Linked DNA regions of Pungitius pungitius: region 2 is linked to region 1. The links are chromatin contacts, called in public Hi-C maps. All regions are on one chromosome and are shown on one strand. Each heading gives the region's core, a stretch centred on a gene start, on an enhancer-like site or on the middle of the called end of the contact. The rest is flanking DNA. Distances are from core to core; before and after follow the strand shown. Region 1 holds the start of LOC119225551 (dmX-like protein 1). Region 2 holds the start of commd10 (COMM domain containing 10).

Region 1 (6,016 bases), core at 2,258-4,757:
TTTTGCAGCAAATTATTTACCCACCCAATGATCTACAATATTGACCTCCAATCAAAAAACAAAATGTAACTCAAGAAATAAAAATCCCCATCCCGTTTCCATTTGAATATACCTTCCCACTGATATCAGATACGCCATGAATAAATCCACTAAAACATTCATTTTGAACTGCAATGTACATGTACATGTCCATTACGCTTACCTTTCCACCCTGCAGCGAGCAGTCGACACAGCAGACCTGGATGTTGCCATGTTTGGCCCCGGGGATGATCTGCAGTCGCTCAAAGTCGCTGCCCAAAATCACCACGTCACAACCCGATGCATAGGCCTACCGAGAGACAGAGCGGGGGGATTGAAGATTACACTCATGAGGCGACAGGGGGAGGAGGGGGGGGGGGGGGGGTCATGTGAACTTCACTTGTCCTGGAGCCAGTGTCATTGCATCAAACCACAAATGTATGACAGCTCTGGGGCACAAGCAGATCAGATTAGAATTGAATGCTCCATTCCAGTCGCTCTCTCTGAGGGAGATCGCCACATGAGCCGTGATTCACCGTGACTATCTCCCTCAAGAGAGGACAGGCAGACATAAATAGTTCTCCTATTGATCCACTCTCTGAATAGAATCGCGGTCGTGTCACACAGCGTTGCCGTTGATTCCACAAAGGGCAAAATCTGTCAGGTATGCATTTGTATTTCAGCCACACAGTCCTAAGACCTTCAGGACGTCCTGCAGTAGAGTGCTTTTGCACTTTTGAGCAGGATCTTAAAACATGATTCAGCAGCTAAACATAAACAATGACATTGGTCCCATTATAATTATATATTCATGTTTGTACTTTGATCACACAGACTGCTTCCTAAGTGGTCACTACAACCCCCGACGGCAGGTTATCCGTTATCTTCAATTTGTACAAAATAATGTGTCTGTATTTAATTTAGAAAAACTGGCATCAATTCACCAAATTTGTGTTGTCCAATTTCCGTCTCCATACTGTGCATAATATACAGGCTCAGAGTTTTTGGTGTTTTTTGTGAGAAGAGGGTTTAGACTATGCAACACTTAAAAATGAGGCCACCAGCCCAACTGGTTTAGTACCTTCCCTCCTTTGTGTTAATTTAGAACTGAGAGATGTTGACAAAACTAATGGCATTTTCCTCCTGCAGGGCTTTACAATGGACGTGTGCTACCTCACCCGAGAGAAAAAAGTAGAACTTATATTTCACAAAGCAAATGTCTTGTTTACCAAGTGTGGCTACTGTAAACGTTGTCATCTACTTAGCGTAGGTTTAATCCAGAATCAACATCTAAATCGTGGGAATAACCTGTCAGAACAGGGAATTGACATTTCCATCCAGAAAAATCTTTTCCAGTGACATAATTGTTTAATCTATTTAGTCTCATTGTGAATTAGGAAATAGTCGCCTGGCTAACCAGCACTGCAGGGAGCCTGAAATATCTTACCGTGAATGGCACATTGTTGACACTCCCTACAGAAAAACAATTGTCTCCAGGATTGACAGCTCCTGTGAGGACCTGATGGAGATTCATGATTCTTAAGGGTCTCCTTGTGTTCCTTTTGCAGTCTCCCTTCTCAAAACACCCTTCCACTCCAGGTGAGATTCATGGGAAGCCACAGGAAGGACATGTTCCTTGTCTGTATCCTGGAAATTCTCTTCAGTGTCTCTGCAGGCTTGCTGTACTGAAGAGAGGGCAACGATGAGACATAAAACAGAACGTATTAGTTCAGTACACATCAAGCCTAGAACATTTTACAAACATGGATATTGATTCAACAGACAGCATGTGGGAGGAGGAAATAAATGGTTTGCAAATTGTTTCCATTGAATTATAGTGTGCATACAGAGCATCAAGAGTTCCGAAAGATTTTCTGGAAAAGTCAAAAACAGCATGGAATTTGTCTCACAATGGGACCATTGTAAGAAAACAAGCTGGCAGTATGGTAAAACAACTCGCTGCAAATAAGCATTTAACATATTCGGCACACAGACAGTGGAAATGGGCGTCATCGGTCACTTGATCATTGTTAAAGACTGAATGACCCGTAAAACTCGTACTACTTGTGTCAGCTGGTTATCATCAAGGGCTCCTTCACTGCCTCTCTAATGTGGTCAGTTTCAACTGGATTAGCATGTATAGGAATTGGAGTAACCACCAGGTTTAAAACAGCCAGGTAAATAGTAGGGAGGCCTTTCAGGAAGCTAGAAGAAATAAGCAAGGTGATGCTGTAGTCCTGTGTCGTATAAACCTTGAAAAGGCAAGAAGTTCTAGCAGCTTCTCTCCACTGCCCAACTGGAAAATAACGTCATGTCTATATAAAAGAAGCAATTGTATGAGTGCCATAGCTAAATTAGATTACAATTTGAGAAGTTTTGATTGGGCTTTTGACAGACCTCCGTCTGTCCAATAGACACTAAACGGCCTTTATAAAAAGGGTGCAGAGCAGGTGCCAGGGAGCCACGTGATTCAGCACCAAGTAGCAGTCTACTCCTTACACCTTTGTTTTACAATGCTCGTCCACTAAACATTTTCGCAGGAAGAGATTTCTCAATACGGTTATAGGTCCAATCATGACTTAACGTTAAGTGCTGTATCCTGACAATGGGACCAACATTTTAAAAACACACATTACGTCTCAAAGCCATACTCGCACACTGCGGTCTCAGCTGCGAAATCTTTCGGTTTCGGGGCAAGGCACATGACTTATTATTTCAAACGTGACATCACCGTAATGTCTATTAAGCAAGAGGACGACGGTGTCGAAATGTTTTCTACGACAAACAATACACAGTTGAGTAGGGCTCGTTTCCGTCTGGGGGCGACGCGCGTTATGTCCTCCGTGCTGTGGCGACTCACGTGATAAACGTTTCCTACGCCAGCACACACCGAAGAGCCCAAACGACACCACGTCTGGATAACACCGTGACACCAGTACGGATAAAAACACACAGGTGGTCAAGTGTCAATGATTTTAAACACTTGACACATTAGCCAACAGCCAACTAACGTTACCCGTTTTCAAGTCGTTCGAATCCTGTGGCTAACTTTGCTGTCAAGTTTGGCTAACGTCAACTGCAGTTTCATCAGTGACACAAACACCGCAACACAATCCCATGTTAAATACAGTGGTGCGCTACTTACCCCGTGTATCTACTTGGTAATGTCCCTCAAAGCCCGTGTCTTCGATGAATGTAGGTTACCTCTCCAACGCTAAACGTCACGTCTCCTCGGCTAGCTGGCGTTAGCGCGCGCTAGCCTGCGAGGCTCTCTTTAAGCGAGCTCCTGAGCGAGACCGCTAGCTAAACGTTAGGTCTCTTTTGGCACACGCGCGCCGCCTGACAATCTGCTGGCTGAGACCAGCGGCTTTATAAATACTTCTCCAAGCGCTAACCGCGGGAAGGGGCCAGGGTCTGCCCGAAGTTAGCAAGTAAAACGCTTCCAAGGGGAAGCTTTTTCCTATGTTGAAGATGTGTCATGATTATGACCGTTTCGCTGCAATGCATTGTGGTCCTTGTAGTTTTCCTGTGATATCAGCGCAAGGCTAGGCTACAGCGGACACCACAGGTGTGGCTGTGTTGAACTTTATTTACTGTGGTTTTCTGTAGACGCGGAGTACATTGCTCAACCTACCGTCAAGAGGTTCTAATACATAACTGCAATGTGATAATGTAGTTGAATATAAGTCATATTTCCCTATTTAACAGTGACCCTAAAGGGCTTAAAGTTGCTTTTACTAACTACATTTAATAGATTTGCAACCACCATTTAACCCATCCGCAGTGTCAATATGAGCAAGCAGACGAAGCACACACTAACTATGTAAACGCAGATCGGTGGGAATGCAGAAACTGATTAGTCCTGCTATATAGACAATGGTTGTACCTAGTGTAGGCGCTTAGGACTAGGATGTGTGAATGGTGGGAATGTTAGTTACCGATGGGCAGGTAAGCTACATGGCATGTAGTGTCAAAGCACTTTGAACGGTGACAAGACTAGAAGTGCTGTACAAGCAGTCTGTTTACCATTAACAGTAATGTCCTAGTAAAATAAAGTGTTTCACTGTGAACTAAAAATAACCCTCTCATATGTGCATTGAGTGTGTGTCAAACCAAGTTTGTTTATCATCTTATACAGGTACTATGTTTCTGTGTCAGCAATACTCTCTTTACTTGGATAGGCCCAATACATTTTGGGAACTGCTCATCTGCCATTTGCTGAGATTTTAAACTTTTTATTTTTCTAGTCTTCAATCAAATTTCTACAATGCTTGGTAGTCCAATGTAAATTCAATCTGAATTGATGATTTACTCACCGTTCTAGTTTTGAGATGAGGGACAAATTTGGTGGTTGGCGAGTGGAAGGTCCTTGTGTTGAGCTCATAGGCAACCACAGGATGTCACTGTTGCTCAATACTCTGGACTCTAGTTTACTTAGACCAGTGGTTTTCAACTGGTGGGTCGCGACACCGTTTTTAGTGGGCCGTTGCATGGGAAAATAAAAATCCCCCCAAAATAAAAATTCATTTTATTTTGAAGGGACGTCCATGTTTTCAGTTGGCGCCGCAAAGACAACCGCTAGCACACCCCCCGTTGACCGATCGATTTGGGTTGCGGCTTGTCATTAAGGGGTGATGGTGCGTCCCGGAGCCAGACCAGTTGAGAACCACTGACTTAGACGACTAAACGATGGTTAAACTGGACTATATTTCAGGTGTTATGATCAGATGTTATTTTTTGTTGTTCTTGTTACGTTATTCATGAACATCTTTCTTACCCTTTTCCCTTATTCAAAACAACACATGGCTATCATTAAGATGACTGCACGCTGACTATAAGACTTTACACAGTGCTAGATATAATCTCGGCCACATAACATTTAGCCTGGAGCTAACTTCTTAAATTCTACTTGTAAATATGTCTGCACATTCAACCCTATCTCCACCGTTGATGGGTAAAACACTGTTGAATGGGAAATTAATGAGGACAGAAGGGTGGAAGGCTTCTTACTCGATTAACACACAAGGAGATAAGAGGGAAAGACAGTCACTATGAATAATTCAAATGGGTGACGTGGCAGTGACATTAAGGAAGGTTGGCGACATTCATCGTCGTGGCAGGATGGTGATGATGAGGAAACTGTTGACTTCCCATTCAGGAAGTAGGTCACTGACTTATTAAAGATGCAGCTCTATTACTGTGATAAATTGTGATTTAGAGTTATAATGAACACATATACATCTGCAAGTTAAATGCATGTGCACTATATTTCTTTTAAAAGAGACATTATATTCGTGCACTCATGCATGCTTGTGCACACATCTACAGACACAAACACACACAAAAACACACATACCAACCATTCTAGTGTAATAAAAACATCCTATCTTTTTTCAGCATGGTTTTCTACCCGTATGGGTTTGACTCTGAAAACATCCACAGAGAAAAGAAAAAAGAAATTCTTTCACAGACAAACTCTGGTCCATGGTGTATAAAGGATATTTCTCTTGTGATCTTGAGTTTTTCTGAGTTTGTGTATGAGCAGCTTTGCCAGCAACAGTTTCTTTGTGGTGAAGATCCCCAAAAAGAAAGAAGAAAAAACCCTCTGCCATCTTAAATTGGAAATAACTAAGGTGGAGTTTAGTGAATGTTAAAACTCCCTGTGCCACAACAAACGGTCTAAATGAGAACAGATGCTGATCATTTCTAAAGAGTTTTATGTTAAAGTGAGCCTATACTGGCAGCCTTAGCTATTATGTCAGTTGTATAGGGGCCAAAATTATAACAATGTAAATGTGTCAGCATCACTAAAGACCTACAAGATCATCAACCATTTTAAGGTCGTTGACGCACTTCATCTTCGCCTTCACCTCCAAAGTGTTTTGTCTCGACTATACATCTGTTATCTTCTAATCTCTTTCAAAGGTAGAATTGGTAAAACGATCCTCATGTTAATGAGTTTCTCGATTTTCAGTATGACGTTTTTCTTATATAACGA
Region 2 (6,016 bases), core at 1,350-3,849, 210 kb after region 1:
GCCATTAAACAGTGCTCGGTTCAAAATAAGATTAAAAAGAAGCGTCTGGGAGAGGAATGATCTTACGCGGCGGTGACGTCCTCGGGTTGAGGTCTGCGCTTGTGAGAGCTCCCTGATGGTTGTTTATCAAACTCACCTTCTTCGGGGCAAAGGTATTGTGCTTTAGTTTCTCCACCAGCTCGGGTCCGGCCGCGGCCCAGGTTAGAGAGAACACCTCGGCCTTTTCAGGGTTTAGATGAACCGCCTCCAGCTGCTGCTGCAGAGAGGTCGGCTTCACATTATAATACACCGCCTAAAGAGGAGGGGAGACCCGGGTCAGAGCAGTAGCTTTACCCGCCATCCACCGAGTCTTATCGGTTACACAGTTAGCTGCAACTTGCAAGTTAGTCTGTAACCTACGCAACTCTAGACACCTAACAACGGTAAACTGATGATACAACAGCGACCCCTGCTGGAGAAATTGGCTCACAACGTGATCCACACTAACAGAGACTAAAGCTACGGGCCAATTTCTATCTGTCTGGCGTTCTTTGGGAAAAATATATATTTTAGCAAAGCAGAAAAATAGTTATTTTACATAATTGTTTTTTGGTTTCCTAGAGGTAAATATCAATGGTCTGTCTGCACTGAAATAAAATAATTGGAGGGTGCTAAAGTATTGTGGTCATACAGAACATTGTTTGCAGAACAGCTAATACCTAATGTTGAACCCTCAAAGTCATTATATTTAAGTAAGAAAAGTAAATGTGCAGTATTAACAAATACAACTTATTTTTCACAAATAACTCATATCTAGACAAATTACGCTATGAAGAAAAATAAAACCCACAGACAAATGTCAGATGACCGCGGCCCCTTCCCCCCCCCCCCCTCACCTGCTCCAATATAAAGGCAGCGGTTTCCAGGACTAGATTCAGAGCCTGTTTATCCAATGAGAGCGCAGATTGAAGTTTCTCTTCCTCCTCCTCACTGAATGTCCGCTCACCCTGTGGAGACGACATGATTCACTCTGTGTTTTCAAGAACTTCAAGAATGAATGAAAAGCAAATATTTGACTGATATGCAACAACCTTTCAAAATACACGAATATGATATATTTCTAGAATAGATATGTATTCTGGCCTCTGACACCCAGGTAATGTCCAACAGTTCAAATTCAATTTGGACATTACGCACGTTTACGCCGTGTGAACACATCTTTTCCGCAAAATTAACATTAGCAGTGTCTCTACGTATGATGTGTAACAGGAAGCCACGTCAAACTAGTCGGGGTACACCTGTGCTTTGACAGGTTTTTATGTCTTTAAAATATTCTCATTTAAACAAACAGTGTGTTAGTTTCCCTCAACACTGCAACAAAAAAAAGAACTCAACGTGTACATTGTTCTTCGCATTACTGACTGGAAATCTGACAGCCAGTAAAATGTTGTGAAAAGCCTGTGTGAACAGTGTCAGGCATGTGAGTGCATTCATTAGAGCAGAGTGTGACTGATGCTCCAGTGAGTCATTATGCATGCGCCGCTCTCTGTGGCACTACAGCTTTGCAGCGAGAGCCTCTCGTCTTTGGCTCGGTTTACAGCGTGTGCAGTCTCCACACCTTCAGATGAAGCTTTTGAGTGATGCGGGAGATCAGCCTGGAGAACTTGTTCACATCAATCGCGTTGATGAAAGTCACCGCTTCTTTTATGCTGTTTCGGAGAGAGAAGGGTGGTGAGTGTTGATGGCGGCTGCGTAGAAAGCACTCTGATCTTTTAGTTAATAAACAAATTCACGGCTCCCCGCCAGAGTACGATGTCATACATGACTGGTGCGTCACGCTGGCTGTTTGTTTCAAAGGCACATCTATACACTGACAACAAACACACATGAACTATAAGCAATACAGCAGTGACACCCTATAGCATCATATACAGTAGTGGCTATATATTGCAATAGGTTCCGTTGGGACGTTATTATTTTTTAAATATTCTATCATATGGAGAGCTCTTACATTGAAAAACATTAGATTTTGTCTCTGGCAAACAACAATGTTTTTTTTAATTTTCCAATTCAAATGATCAGTTCTGTTACATTTAAGAGGTTTCCACGCGCACACCACATCGTCACGCTGGATCACACAACTTCCAACCCTGCAAAGTGTTGGAAGTTACAGGTCTGATTGCCCCTCTCCATCTAGTTTTTAAAAAAGTGCATCATAGCTACATGTTTTGGAGGCAAAAAAACTTTAGTTTGCAAAGTAATTTGCAAAAATGTAGAAATGCAAAGCTTAATGAGGACAGCAGCTACAAAACCCCTTCCAAAGCTAGTGTGAGGTTTTTGCAAAGGTCCATTAACGCAACAAATCCCAATACCGGGAACCTTTTACGGGATTTGGCTACAGGTATTGTCACGAAAGCAAACGTTACAGTAAGGATTTACTTTCTCTAAATACAATCTAAAAGCGGCTCACCTCTCTGTTTCTTTTATAAAAGAAGTCATTGTTGATTGTTGCTTCCTGCAAATGAAAAATGAACTGTTGAAATGTGTTAAAGCAGAAGCAGCATCCTCGGTGTCGTTCCTTCTTCCTGTTGTCACGAGACTAGTCCCATGACACTCAAAGCTGCGCCATTATGCGCAGCAAAGTGCAGGAGAGAGACAAATACATTAACTACAAGTTAATTTATTTTGAAGTGATTGTGAGTTCGAGAGTGTGTGAATGATGGTTTGTAACACAATGTCAACAGCAAAGGTCACTGTGACCGCGCAATAGAAGTCGTTGCAGTAAAAGCTGCGTAAAAGCTGCGCACCTTAAAGTATCTGCTGCAGGAGTAACTACGGAATAAGCGATGGACAAACAGAGCGGCAACAAATGCGCGACAACGGAAGCGTCGTTGTTTTACAGCTATGCTACAAATAGGCGCACTTAAGTTGTATTATACAACCTGTATTAGAAAATAACACAATTAGTGCTAATGTAACGGCACAAAACTTCTATTAGCCTATGTTGACTTTAAAAACTCTTATGTGTTATATTATTACATATTAGTCACTGACAACCATTTCATTTTTGTTCGACAATGTGGAAGAGTAATACTGCATCCTATTAAGTAAATGCATGAAAGTATAAATTACATTTTCATCTTAAATATAGAGGTAGTAAAATACATTTTAGCAGTACTACGAAGCTTAATATGGAAAGGATACCCTTTATAAAGTCCCTATGTCGACATTATTAAATTATTAATGTTTTGTGTGTCTGTGGATTCATCAATAAGAAATCATAGGTTGTCAGGTTACAGAATACGGAAAGTATTCAGACCCCTTTCAATTTTTCAGTTTCATTGCAGATAAAAGTTCATTTTAATTTCTCATTAATGTACACTCAGCACCCCATCTTGACAGAAAAAAAAAATGTTGAAATTTTTGCAAATGTATTAAATGAAAACCTGAAATATCACATGGTAGTATTTAGACCCGTACCCCCTGTATATGTCTGCAATAATTCAAGCGCAGGAATGGGCTGACCAGGGAAAGAGTTTTGACAAATATATATCTTTAATAAGCAGTTATTAGACTACAACGCATGAGTGCATCATTAGGGACAACGTAATGATATGCTGCATCTATGGCAATATGGCCTGATAAGTATTCCATATCGAACACACATTAATATTACAATATAAGAGTAATAACACAATAAGGCAATCACAAGGTTGAGTTTTGACAGTTTATTATGTTGAAAAAAGAAAAGAAAAGTCATGCAAATTAAAATTAACATCATTTAATAAGACATGATAAATCATTTAAAAATATTTTGCATACAAATAAGAAAAGAGCAAATCATTTCAGTATATATATATATATCCATATTTCCACACACAGCATATCTGTAATAGAATATTATTCTTTGCACTGAGGTTACAAACAAGCTGTAATTCATGAAGATGTCAATACTGTGGCAGACCTTTTTTGATTTGATATTTGAAGTAGTTTCATGCTCTTACCTTCAGTGATTTATTTCTCTTGTCTGGAATTACCAAACCAAAAAGAATTTCCCATAACGTCACCACCAGCCACGCTGTCTCCTTAAGTAAACACTTGAGTCAGTGAAATCATTTCAGTTACAAACTGTCACAGATCCGTACTGTAGCAGCTTAACGCCAACCTCCACCGAGGCATAAGGAATGTACCACAAATAAATAAATACTTCAGATTTCCTTCCAACCGAAGGAACAAACAAAAAACACTTGAAACCTTTTTTGTTTGTTTAACAGGAGAAAAAAAAAGAAGAAGTAACACCAAAGCAAGGAGTGTCAAACGGGACCATCAAGCTGTGTAGTTTTGATACAAGTTAGTAGTTGAGGTTTTGGTAAGCAGATTGCATCGCGGTAAACATTGGCCGACTGCAGCTCCACGACCTCGCTGCCACTACTTGAAGGAAGGTAAATTTGGCACTTTGATGCTGATGTCACCAATGTTGATGTTTCTGGGCATTTCCGGCAGGTTCATGTTCTTTACTGCTGACACGGCACGAGCAGGCGCTCCTGCAATACCGGCCTACACACACACACACACACACAGGGTTGATAAGATAACATAAAATTAGTGAATAAAAAAAATAAAAATAAAAAAAAAAAACACATGTTACATAGAAACACATTGAACAATGGACACAAACGCACATACTGTTCTAAAGAAAGTACTAGAACCAAAAAACAGAAGTGCTGACAGAATGCAAAAGCATTGACAGCTACTAAGACAGACAAGTGCAAATGTACATTCAGATGCCTTCATAGCTTCATATGCACATGCATTAGTGGGTTCTATAACGACTTACATCACAACCAGAGCCAATTATGAATCAACTGTGAGGACACACTGTACTAAGACCATCCGCTAATTTCTGATGTACTGGACATTCGCCCAATGGACAAAGGCAGCACTGCTTTGGAAAGTGAACCCAGCGGACTATCGAGGGCGGATTAGGGGCAGAAATGCAAGAATTGGGTAAAGCAGAAAAAAATGGATTTGGTTGGATGTGAAGACTGAAATGATTTTTGGATAGATAGGTATGTATGTATAGAATGTGTGTGTTGGATTTTTAAAATGAGTCCACATAATATTAACTATAACGCCACTAGTGTTACTCTTCTTCTAGTGGGTGGAGTTACTTCTGAAAAAGACAACACACTACTCGCTGTCTCCGTGCACACTTGTGAGTAGAAGAAGGCAAATATTGTGCCATTGACACTTCTATTGTGTTAACTACTGATGACATGAGGAGGCCGTGAGCCAGGTGGTACTACTCTACAATGGGAAATCTATTCTTAGGGACAAAAGGAGGGCACTTCACTCCAACACAATGAATCTCATTATGAAACCGTTGAGGAGCAACGGCTTTGTCTGGTTGTCTGTTTTTATGAGAATAGTTTGGCTTTTTTTTTTTAAACAATAAAACACATTTGTGGAACAGCAATTACTAGAAGTTTTTGTCTCAAGCGTGTGCAGAAATCGAGAGTCACTGAACGGAATCTTCAGCAGACAAACCCAAAAATGACCCACAGGGTTTAAGCCATCAGAGAGAACGGTGTGTTGTCGTTGCGCTGTTGGGAGCGCATTCAAACGTAACCCATTTAGTGATGGTACGCAGAAACTATGTCGGGAATGTTCATCCACTTTTCACAAGGTTATTTCCATGGACCGTTTGTCTCACTGGGCATTCCTCCATCTGCCAAGAATCAAGGAGACTTGTGTTTGAGGGAAAGACAACTGTGGCGTGCTGATCCAGCACACAGTATTCAGGAGTCAGACTAATTCTGGTGACCCTCTGTGCAAGTCCACAATGCGGTTGTTAATCAAACGCTGGGTGACTAATATGTACAGAAATAGCACACCAGCTGTGTAACACAAGACAATGGCTCCCTTCTCTGGTCTAGGGAAGTTAAAATGATAGAGTTCTCAAAAACACCCCATCTTTTGACTTTGACCCGGGAAAGTGGAAAACGGGAAGGAAATTCCACTGTAGCCACTTTTTAGA

The links. Hi-C and Micro-C count contacts between places; a contact is called where the count stands out from the background.
Region 2: a contact with region 1 is called in a Hi-C map of muscle, with 5 times the contacts expected there. The contact joins the promoter of commd10 here to the promoter of LOC119225551 in region 1. A contact is called at or near these places in 2 of 2 Hi-C or Micro-C datasets (both in muscle).

What each region holds. Positions count from the first base shown.
Region 1 is chr5:3,436,095-3,442,110 of fPunPun2.1, forward strand. LOC119225551 (dmX-like protein 1) reads right to left here and starts at 3,508. Exons shown (of 50, transcript XM_037483486.2): 1 at 3,164-3,508; 2 at 1,466-1,703; 3 at 203-328. The coding sequence starts at 1,552.
Region 2 is chr5:3,644,917-3,650,932 of fPunPun2.1, forward strand. commd10 (COMM domain containing 10) reads right to left here and starts at 2,600. Exons shown (of 7, transcript XM_037482806.2): 1 at 2,450-2,600; 2 at 1,598-1,688; 3 at 876-986; 4 at 137-292. The coding sequence starts at 2,478. It overlaps ap3s1 (adaptor related protein complex 3 subunit sigma 1), which reads right to left. Exons shown (of 7, transcript XM_037483254.2): 7 at 3,693-4,536.